Linked DNA regions of Mus musculus: regions 1 and 2 are each linked to region 3. The links are chromatin contacts, called in public Hi-C and HiChIP or PLAC-seq maps. All regions are on one chromosome and are shown on one strand. The core of a region is the stretch at or near the end of the contact, and the rest is flanking DNA. Distances in the headings are between cores, read along the strand shown. Region 1 overlaps Prmt2 (protein arginine N-methyltransferase 2). Region 2 has its middle 25 kb from the start of Gucd1. Region 3 holds the start of Vpreb3 (pre-B lymphocyte gene 3).

Region 1 (3,274 bases), core at 583-3,082, 260 kb after region 3:
CTGCACTGACAGCCTGTCCTGCCCAGGAACCTAGGGACACGGAGCTTAAGTCTCATGCTACCCAGTGTCACCCTCCCACAGCCAACCCTACGATCTGAAGTCTTTACAGGATCAGAACTACAACACAGACCCTGACACCCTGCTCCAGATGCAGCAGAGGGGACATTACAGAGATGGCTCGGGTTCCAGAAGACGAGGAAGGTTCACCTGGGTGGCTCACACCGAACTGAGTGACTACATTGGGTTCTGTGTCCCCAGACCCAGAGGACAGGAAAGGGCACAGTGACTGAGTGATTTTTGGTTCCAGTCACTCTTCAAATGTCCCTGTCCTTCCTCTCCTCCCTCATTTGGACCACAGGGGTGAGGGTGGGGCACACACAGCTGACTCGAGAGGCCTGATGGCATCATGCCACCCCAGTGATTTATCCAACCTCATGGCTGAGGGGTCAGGAGATGTCAGGGGAACAGAGTCTAGGATGCCCTTCTATACTAGGGAAACTTCTCAGGAAGTCTAATCTCCTGATGGAGGAATAATCAAAGCAGAGGTAAGAGGCATCCCTTACCAGGCCAGGCAGCTGGCTTAGGGCACCTGGAACACAGTAAGCCAGCCTGCTTCCATCCACTCCTTATCCCCCTGGGCTAGCCCCACCACCTCCCCCAGCCACCCCTCCCCCCTACAGGTAGGCTCACTTACGGGTGCAGCGGGCCTGTGCTGAGCACCTGCTGAGGCTGGCCCTCCTCCAGGCTCTGGAAGTACACACTGAACCAAGCTGTGAAGCCGTGCAGGGTCCCAGCCTTCTGGATGTCAAATCGCAGTTCGCCACGCATGGTCTGCCCCCCAAACGTAGGATAACATGTTGGTGCCACAGACCAGTGCCAATCCCAATAGACCAACCCTAACCTCAAGGGAGCAAGCCATCCTGGATCATGTGGGTGGTCTCACACGGCTTGGGCTCTGCTGACCACATCCATCCCAAACCCCTTTGCCCACCCAGCAGTCATGGGGCCTAACTAACCACGAGAAAGTGCTAAGAATTTTTGTCACTGATAGGGATGTAAACAGCTGGAAAAAAATTGTTACTTAATTACGAGACCACAAAAAAATGGAATATAATTTGTATGGTTTTTAGGATGCCAAGAATATCAAATAAATATAAAAGAATAACTGGGGCTAACGAAATGGCTCAGCAGGTAAGAGCACTGACTGCTCTTCCAAAGGTCCTGAGTTCAAATCCCAGCAACCACATGATGGCTCACAACCACCTGTAATGAGATCTGATGCCACCTTCTGGTGCATCTGAAGATAGCTACAATGTACTTATGTATAATAATAAATAAATCTTTGGGCTCGAGCGAGCAGGGAGTGAGCGAGTGGGGCCGACCAGAGAGAGCAGGGTTGACCAGAGCGAGCAGAGGTCCTAAAAATTCAATTCCCAACAACCACATGAAGGCTCACAACCATCTGTACAACTACAGTGTACTCATATACATAAAATAAAATTAATAAATCTTTTAAAAAATAAGAATAACTGAAGGCAGTAAAGAGATTAAATATAAAGAATATAAAAACATGAAAGACAGAACCAAAATAGAATGTAAGGAAAAAAACGGTTCATTTATTGGTGTGATACAGTCATCACTAAGACACCCTCTCCCCACTGCCTACCCTCCCCCATGACCCTTGCTGCATGTCTGCTATGGATACCCAGAGTCTCATGCAGCAATTTAATGCCAGAAGCACACCCATCTCTCACCTCCAGGTCAGGGACCTGCACAGTTCTCATGTCCAGCTGCAAGATTGTGCATGGCTCAGAGAGACAGTCTTCTGGCTTCAAGATATGATTCGACTTTGGCCTTGAAAAGAACTCCTTGATTGCTAAAGACCTAGGGGGAGAGTTAAAGAAAAGGTTTGAGGCACTGGCAGGATTTAGTTGTAAGTACACAGGGGGTGATAAATGAACGCTGAGGGCCCCGCCTGGGGGATCATCCCCTGCTAGCTGAGCTCATCTGCTCTGCAGCCTTGCTGAGCCTCTCTAGTTGGCCCTCAGAGCCTGCTGGTCAGGGGGTCCTTCCTTAGCACATCAAATATAGGGACCTGAGCATTTGGAAGCCAACTATGACAAATTGGAGGAGAATTAGAGAATTGCAATGATGTATCAAGTCTTCAAAGCCAAGGATCACAGGTTGAGAGCAGTAGCAACTGCTGTTGCCAAGGCTAAGAGTCCCCATATAGGAAGCCCATATGTGGACTATAAAATATGGGTACCACTTTCTGATGCTTCCATCTGCTTCGCTGCTGTGAAACACTGGGAGGCAGGAAAGCTATCAGAGGCCAACACAAGGCTTTCCCTTGTCTATTGACCCATGACTCCTGCCTGGGTATAGCCAAAGCGCTCTCAACATGTTACCATGTTTTTCTAGATGAACCGGAGAACCGCGATATGCAGGACGATTCCCTCTCTGTTCCCTTTGGGATGTTGAACGAGGGAGCAATGATTCCATAATTAATGAGGGAGGACATGATGCTTTTATATTGCATTCTCTATTATTTTGACTTTTTAATTAAAAAAATAAATTACAGCCGGGCCATGGTGGTCTACCTTTAATCCCAGTACTTGGGAGGCAGAGGCAGGCAGATTTCTGAGTTCGAGGCCAGCCTGGTCTACAAAGTGAGTTCCAAGACAGCCGGGGCTATACAGAGAAACCCTGTCTTGAAAAACCAAGAAAGAAAGAAAGAAACAAACAAACAAATAAAATACAATGCCTGTAGCACTGTGCATTGGCTCCAGGACCCTACCCTCCAAAAGTATCAATAGGAGCGGAGGCTAGTATGGTCCTCCCTGAAGAAATCAGTAGTGTCTTATGCTTGGTAAAGGGGTTTCCCAGACCACCACCTTGCTTTCAAGGGGAAGGAACAGCTTGCCACACCTGTCTAGTAGAGTCAGCTATAAGAGACTTTACTGGCTAGTTCTGTGTCAACTTGACACAGCTGTAGTTATCACAGAGAAAGGAGCTTCAGTTGAGGAAATGGCTCCATGAGATCCAACTGTAAGGCATTTTCTCAATTAGTGATCAAGGGGGAAAGGCCCCTTGTGGGTGGTGCCATCTCTGGGCTGGTAGTCTTGGGTTCTATAAGAGAGCAGGCTGAGTAAGCCAGGAGAGGCATGCTAGTAAAGAACATCCCTCCATGGCCTCTGCATCAGCTCCTGCTCCCTGCCCTGCTTGAGTTCCAGTCCTGACTTCCTTTGGTGATGAACAGCAGCATGGAAGTATA
Region 2 (3,425 bases), core at 135-2,634, 460 kb before region 3:
ATACTATTCTATTTACAGTTGAAGTTATCTTTGAAAAAAAATTAGTATAGGCTTCTTTTGGTCTTGTATGATTTTAGTAAACAACTCGAACCTCTTTCCTGATTCTTCAGTTTTGTCCCAAGCATTTAAAGTTGCTAAATGACATAGCTCCAAGGTGTTATCATCAAATTCCAGCTGCTTTTGTAGCTCAGCATATTGACTTTCACTTAGCAACTGATCTTGGGAAATATTTAAATCTCTGGCCCTATTTCATTGTTCTGTGGCCCTAGCTTCCTCTTTCTTCCATGTTCACCATTGTAACTGAGGGCCATCTTCCATTATAGCTGTTGCCAAATCTTTCCAGTCTTAGAGAATAATTCTGTTCTGAGTTGCCCATGAATTAATATCTGCTTCACATATGGTGAACACATATGAAATGATCGCTTCCTTGAATCTTCTCAAATCTAATACATCTATAGGATTTTCTTTAATTTCTTCATAACCTTGGGGGCATCTATCATTTGCTGGTAAGCCTTACATAGTAACTGGATGAACTAAAGGTTGGTTTTCAAACAACCTTGGGCTTCCTCTCTTCAGTTTCATTATTTGGTGGCATGGTAGGTCCTTGTCTAAATTCCTCTGTGTCTGAGTATTTTCCTTAATTTTCATCTTTCTTTCTAAGGCTTGTCTCTTATCAATTCACTTATTCTATTATTTTAGTATAAAATAGGGTTTATTCAGGGCATAGGGAGAGGAGTTGAGAGAAAGGCAGGGGGGGAAGTGAGAGAGAGAGTAGAGGCCAGCATGAGCATGTGGGGGGAGGGGAGTAGGTAGAGAGGGGCAAGAGGAGAAGAGAGAGAGTAAGAGCCACTTATCATATTTGACACACACACACACACAAACCCCACTATGGCCATTAAGGGTAAAATCTGAACTACCAGACTGATAGTAATTATAATCAGTATTATGTCAATCTCAATTAAGATACTATCTTTTCATTTTCTGCTTATATTTTTCAAGCCATCTGGAGCAGCAGTAGCAGGGTCCCTAGTGCATTGTATTATGGTATTTCCCATCCTTAACTCTCTCTCTCTGAGGACTCCCAGGTGCCTTAACCAAATCTGATGGCTTCTCAGTTTGTCTGTAGCCGGCATGATTTCTTCGTCCATGTGGTCATGCCACACGTTGTAGTGCCAAATGTTGTTCTTCATAAAAATCTCAAATGTTTGCTTTTACCAAGACAGACTTGGGAGCCAGATGCTGGGTTTGAAAGCCTCAGAGAGGCAAAAAAAAAAAAAAAAAAAAAAAATTACCCAGCTGGCCTTCCTCCTCAGCCGACGTCCCAATAGGAAGCTCTTCACACTGTCTCAAAAACCTCAAACTGAATGCCCCCCCTCTTCTACTTCCTGTGCATTTCTCTATCCATCCTCTTGACTTCCTCTTGCTCTTTATGATTTTTTTCCTATGTTCACTTCCTGTCAATTAGATGCTTGCTCCACCTCTTGACCTATGGTTAACTTTATATAATCTTTCTTATGATAAACAGAAACCTCTTGGATTAAAGGTCTATGCTATGGCTGAGTCACACCACAACTAGAAACAGTTTTTTCTTCTTCCAGTAAATAACACAATCCAGATATCCTGCAACATGTCTTATTTTTGAAGTCTTGTTCAACTAAACTGGCTAATCATCTATTGTCTATTCTCATACTGACAGTAGAATAATCTACTCTTTATTCCTAACCCTGTCTTTTCGTGGTCCACTCTGAAACCTATGTCCACATTCCCAAATCACAAGATCCAGGAACTCAGACCTAACCTAGAATGAGTGTTTTCTTTGATTGTTGTCCCAAGCCTATTTTTCTCTTCCAAGTACAATTGCACGCTTATAATGCATGGAAGCTCACGGTGCACATTTTCTAACCTATGAAGCCTTTGCTAGTCTACAAGGGAAGGGGCATGTTCTACTCTAATTCTAACTTTATTATATCTTTTTGGCAAAACAATGTAAATCCCCTTAAACTTTCTATAAACTACCCTAACTTCCCCCAAACTATTTAAATCAAATCACAACTTCTGTAAAAAATCATTGCTTCATCAAAATAAAATTATTTCACCAAAGTTCACCTTCATATTGACCTGCAGGAAAACTGACCAATAAGCCCAAGAAGTCATCATACCAGACTATAGGCAGTAAGGATCTCTCCATGCCCAACCACACCACGCCAGATGTATGAGGACGATAGCAGTGACAGACATGAGAAGGAGCAGCAGCAGCATCAAGAAGTAATCCAGAGATGAATCCCTCAGGACTGTGCCTCTCCGAGGTACATCCATTGTAGCTGTGCAAACTGGTCAACCGTCTCCAGAAATCTCACTTGCCCACTTTCTTAGTTAGGGTTTTATTGATGTGAGCAGACACCATGACCAAGGCAACTCTTATAAGGAAAACATTTAATTGGGGCTGGCTTACAGGTTCAGAGGTTCAGTCCATTATCATCAAGGCAGGGAACATGGCAGCTTCCAGGCAGGCATGGTGCAGGAGGAGCTGAGAGTTCTACATCTTCATCTGAAGGCTGCTAGCGGAAGACTGGCTTGATGAAGGTCTTAAAGGCCATGCCTACAGTGACACACCCACTCCAACAGGGCCACACCTTCTAAAAGTACTACTCCCAGGGCCGAGCATATACAAACCATCACACCCACCACAGTTCCTCCTTTATGGCATCCACCAGACTACCTTGAAGTAGAATTCTCACAGAAGAGTCCAGTGAGGGAAGCCATCAAGTTTAGAGACAGTTGGGGTAGTAAGGATGACCTGGGGGTAGTAAGGATGACCTTTCTCCATTTAAGAAGAAAGAGGAGGGGGGTTGTGATCAAAAGTAGGGAGGAGGACCAAGTCCTCAATGTTGTTTGAGGAGGAAAGGGAGTCAAGGGTGACACTGAGGCAAGCAGTAGTGGGTGTAGTTCCAACAGAGCATGTGAAAATAGCGAGCTTAACAGAGGAGAAAGGAGGTGATCAGGGAGAGGTGACAGCTAAGACAGGCGACCAGGAGGCAGAACCAGCTGTCCATACTTGAGCTCAAAACAAGGGATAGAGGTTTCTCTGGGAAGGCCCTCAGTCTCAGGAGAGCCAGTGGCAGAAGTTCTTGGGAGACTTTGATCTGAGGGGATGGTAGAAGAGTATAGGGCTTTGGGACCACAGGGTGAAGAGGCACCACTGCCAAGTTAATATGTCGGAGATCCTGAACCAAGTGATAGGTTCCATTGGGCTTCTTAACTGCAAGTACGGGAGTATAAAGGAGAACGATCAGAGATAAGGGGATGAAGTCCTCTGAGGCTGTGGGGTGAGAGGGGGAGTATTGAGCCCAGGTGATATATTTGGTGGGATTTTGTAATCATAACGATGAAAGGAGAATGATGCTTGACTAGAGGGTGCCCCATAC
Region 3 (3,304 bases), core at 188-2,687:
GTTAGTTTTACCTCATAGGTTTGGGATGTCAGTCTATGGCACCATTGCTTCTGGGCCAGTGGCAAGGCAGCACATCATAACAGCATCGTGACGGAGAGTATGATGTGGGGCAAAGTCAGGGTAGGCCAGGTAGCAAGAGAGATCTGTGGTCCTTCTACACCTTAAAGGGAGTGGTCTTATTGATCTAAAGATGCCCCCACTGGGCCTATATCCCCAACATCGTCAAGCTGGAAACACTTGGGTGTTTTTCTCTCTGTCACAGCATCGGATGCCCATTAGAGATGGTTGCAAGGCACCATGTGGTTGCTGGGAATTGAACTCAGGACCTCTGGAAGAGCAGTCAGTGCTCTTAACCACTGTGCCATCTCTCCAGCCCAACACTTGGGTCTTTGTGAGGACATTCTAGAGCAGTGATCCTCAACCTTTCTAATGCAGCCACCCTTTAGTATCACCTCATGTTGTCATGAACCCCCAACCATAAAATCATAACTACATCATACCTGTAATTTTGCTACTGCTATGAACTGTTTTCTGATAGTATTGGGCAAAAGCGACCCCTTTCACGCAACCCTGAAAGAGGTCCAGACCCACAGTTTGAGAACTGCTGTTCTAGACCCAGACTATACCAGGGGTAGTGTATTAGTCAGGAGTCTTTAGAGTCACAAAACTTATGGAATGTCTCTCTATATTGAGGGAATTTATTGGAACGACTTACAGTCTGTAGTCCAACTAACCCAACAATGGTCAGCTGTGGATGGGAAGTCCATGGACCTGGTAGTTGCTCAGTCCCACTAGGGTAGCTATTTCAGCTGGCCTTCTGTATAAGCTGGAAGCCTGAAGTAGGCTCCAACAGATGTGCTGGCCAGTAAGTGCAAGCAGGTGAAGAGAGTGAGCCTTCCTTCTTCCAATGTCCGTATGGAGGCCTCCAGCAGAAGGTGTGGCCCAGATTAAAGATGTGTACCACCATGCCTGGATCTGGGACTTGCTTGTCCCAGGCTGACGCAGAGGTCTCCTTGCCTCAGTCTCCTGGGATTAACAGCGTGTACTACCTTGCCTGGGCCTAAGCTCTCCATGGCCACTATGGCCTCAAGATCTCTGAGCCAAATCCAGGTCAGAAATGTGTGTCTTCCAGCCACAAGATCTGAATCACAGGTGTGCCCTCCAATTCTGGATCATAGTTCATTTCAGATATAGTCAGTTGACCACCAGAAATAGTCATTACAGGTAGATATACACTAGGAAAGGGTATGAGAGGCTGTCTGGGGAATGCCAACTTCCTGCAAATGGATGTGAAGGGCTCTGATCTCCTGCTGGCTGAGATGCCAGGACATTTGGAAGATAGGGCCTGACCCTGGCCCCAGACACATGTGTCGTCCTTCAGTCAGTGGGCTGATTTGCATGCTCTATTGTGGTCCAGAGACTTCCCCATCCCTGTACTACAAGCATCCGGAGCACAGTACTGCAGAACTCTAGGTCGGCCTTTCTGCTTCTGGCCATGGCCTGCCCTGGTTGCCTGCCTCTGCTCCTGATAGGAACCTTTGTGGCAGGTACGGCACATCCAGGAACGAGGTGGGGGTTGGCACCAGCTCAGGGAAACTCATGCAAAGAAGTGAATCAACAGGGTAAGGGGGGTGGATCCTAGGAGAGGCATTGGGGTAGAGCAGAGAGCCGGCTGTAGGCAACTCTGTCCAGGACTAGGGGAAAGCCACTTTCCGTGTGGACCTTAGCTTCCCAATTTGTGGGTCTGCTTAGACTGTGGTCCTTCAGCGTCTCTGAGGAGAGGGCAACTTCTTGCCTTTGTTTCTCAGAGAGGAGGCTAATAAAGATGGGCAGCCCCCTGCTCCACAGATCCTTTAAGGCAATCCTCTGTGGCCAGCAGTTTGAAAGTCAAGGATGACAGTTAAGCATTCTGAGAGGTCTGGAGGGCAGTTACTTTGTAGCTGAGGTTGAGTTATTAGATTGAGGGGTAAGGGTAGAGAGAAGGAGGGTAGTAGGTACTAGGGGGACCTAGAAGGTCACACTTGAACACTAGGCTCTCAACTGAACATGGATTCTTGGAGACAGGACAGTAATGCTAATTTAGGGGTCACTTATTCACAAGCCCCCATTCACAGAGGAAACCGGAACGGTAGATGGAGCAAACTATGTCTCACAGAACCATCCAGGGCACTAGGCTCTGAAAAATATTTGGGAGTGGGAATCTTTGCAGTCTGATAAAATATTTGTAGCAAGGTAGGAAGGAGCCCAGGCTAGCCCTTAGTGGGTCTGTGTCTTTTTCAGTCTTTCAGCCAACTCTGACCCAGCCTGACGCGTTCTCAGTCTTCCCAGGCCAAGACGCTCATCTCAGCTGCACCATCAATTCCCAGCATGCCACCGCTGGAGATATTGGGGTGTCGTGGTACCAGCAGCAGCCAGGAAGTGCTCCCCATCTTCTCTACTATTACGCAGAAGAGGAACACTATCGGCCCGCTGACATCCCCGACAGATTCTCAGCTACCGTGGATGCAGCCCACAACGCCTGTATCCTCACCATCAGCCCCGTGCTCCCGGAGGATGATGCCGATTACTTCTGTTCCATCGCCCACACCTTTGAACCCTAGGGCTGGGTTGAACATCTTCTGTCTCCTAGGTCTGCCCCCTGACCTTGGGCCTCCTCTTTTTCTCTTAAGTCTTGCTTTCTTTCCTTCCTCTGTGAAATGAGTTAATAACACTCGACGGGTCAACCACTGTCCTGAGAACTGTGAGATCCTGTGTAAACAAATAAATAAAATAAATGTCAAATTGGAGGATGTGGAGGTTGGGATTTTGATGATTGTTGTCTAAAGAGGAAACACCTGAGACCCTTAGGGAATGTGGCCCAGCTTTGTCCCTATCCCTTAGGGGTTTAGCTTCCCTCCTGGCCTTCCAGTGACCTGAAGGTAGTGAAACAGGAACCAACACTTGCCACCCTCCCCCGAACCCCCGCCCCCAAGTCCTGCATGGCTGATTGTGGTCCAACGCTCATGGTTCTTGGGTGGCTGGTCCCCATGGAGTTCATGCTGATGGGGAGGGGAGGGGCAGCCCTGCCTCTTTTCTGAAGTCTCCGGGCAGGTTCCCAAAGATCTTGATGGTTAGAGGCAGGTGTTCTCAGAAGGGCCGTGAGGGGCAGAAATGAGGATATTGAAAGCAGGTAAGAGATTATGCAGCATCCTTCCCTGCTCAGAAACAGTGTGTTCTACTGATTCCCTGAGGGAAGCTTTCCCACAGATGGGTTACCACACCTGAGCAGTCACGGGCCAAGGGGTGCCACAATTGACTGGAGGGC

Evidence for each region. A called contact is a pair of places that touch in the nucleus more often than the background predicts. HiChIP or PLAC-seq counts read pairs in DNA pulled down with a chosen protein or histone mark.
Region 1: a contact with region 3 is called in a Hi-C map of granulosa cells, with 2.9 times the contacts expected there. The contact joins the enhancer-like site here to the promoter of Vpreb3 in region 3. A contact is called at or near these places in 9 of 39 promoter capture datasets (the 3T3-L1 cell line, the SN4741 cell line, embryonic stem cells and 4 more), 3 of 15 datasets of contacts at CTCF or cohesin (the NIH/3T3 cell line, large pre-B cells and pro-B cells), 29 of 484 Hi-C or Micro-C datasets (B cells, the C2C12 cell line, Sertoli cells and 15 more), 14 of 115 datasets of contacts at active chromatin or transcription factors (the 230-238 cell line, astrocytes, embryonic midbrain and 5 more) and 3 of 9 other capture datasets (adipose tissue, embryonic stem cells and pancreatic islet).
Region 2: an H3K27ac HiChIP or PLAC-seq map of large pre-B cells shows a contact between it and region 3, with 2.2 times the contacts expected there. The contact joins the enhancer-like site here to the promoter of Vpreb3 in region 3. A contact is called at or near these places in 3 of 39 promoter capture datasets (HPC-7-derived erythroid cells, hippocampal neurons and stem cell-derived epiblast-like cells), 1 of 15 datasets of contacts at CTCF or cohesin (the NIH/3T3 cell line), 2 of 484 Hi-C or Micro-C datasets (cortical neurons and pro-B cells), 2 of 115 datasets of contacts at active chromatin or transcription factors (large pre-B cells and microglia) and 1 of 9 other capture datasets (liver).

The regions. Positions count from the first base shown.
Region 1 is chr10:76,208,644-76,211,917 of GRCm38.p6, forward strand. Prmt2 (protein arginine N-methyltransferase 2) reads right to left here. Exons shown (of 11, transcript NM_133182.3): 8 at 1,755-1,884; 9 at 695-831. Among named protein-coding and RNA genes, the nearest start is that of Mir678, 2.9 kb to the left of the region's middle. Within about 2 kb of position 1,833, at least 1 of the 459 cell types and tissues checked has an H3K27ac peak or open chromatin away from gene starts, as enhancers often do. A contact at or near this core is called in granulosa cells, where this site is marked.
Region 2 is chr10:75,490,692-75,494,116 of GRCm38.p6, forward strand. No RefSeq gene overlaps it. Among named protein-coding and RNA genes, the nearest start is that of Gucd1, 25 kb to the right of the region's middle. Within about 2 kb of position 1,385, at least 35 of the 459 cell types and tissues checked have an H3K27ac peak or open chromatin away from gene starts, as enhancers often do. A contact at or near this core is called in pro-B cells, where this site is marked.
Region 3 is chr10:75,946,863-75,950,166 of GRCm38.p6, forward strand. It overlaps Vpreb3 (pre-B lymphocyte gene 3), which reads left to right and starts at 1,438. Exons shown (of 2, transcript NM_009514.5): 1 at 1,438-1,547; 2 at 2,281-2,795. The coding sequence starts at 1,496. The coding sequence ends at 2,600.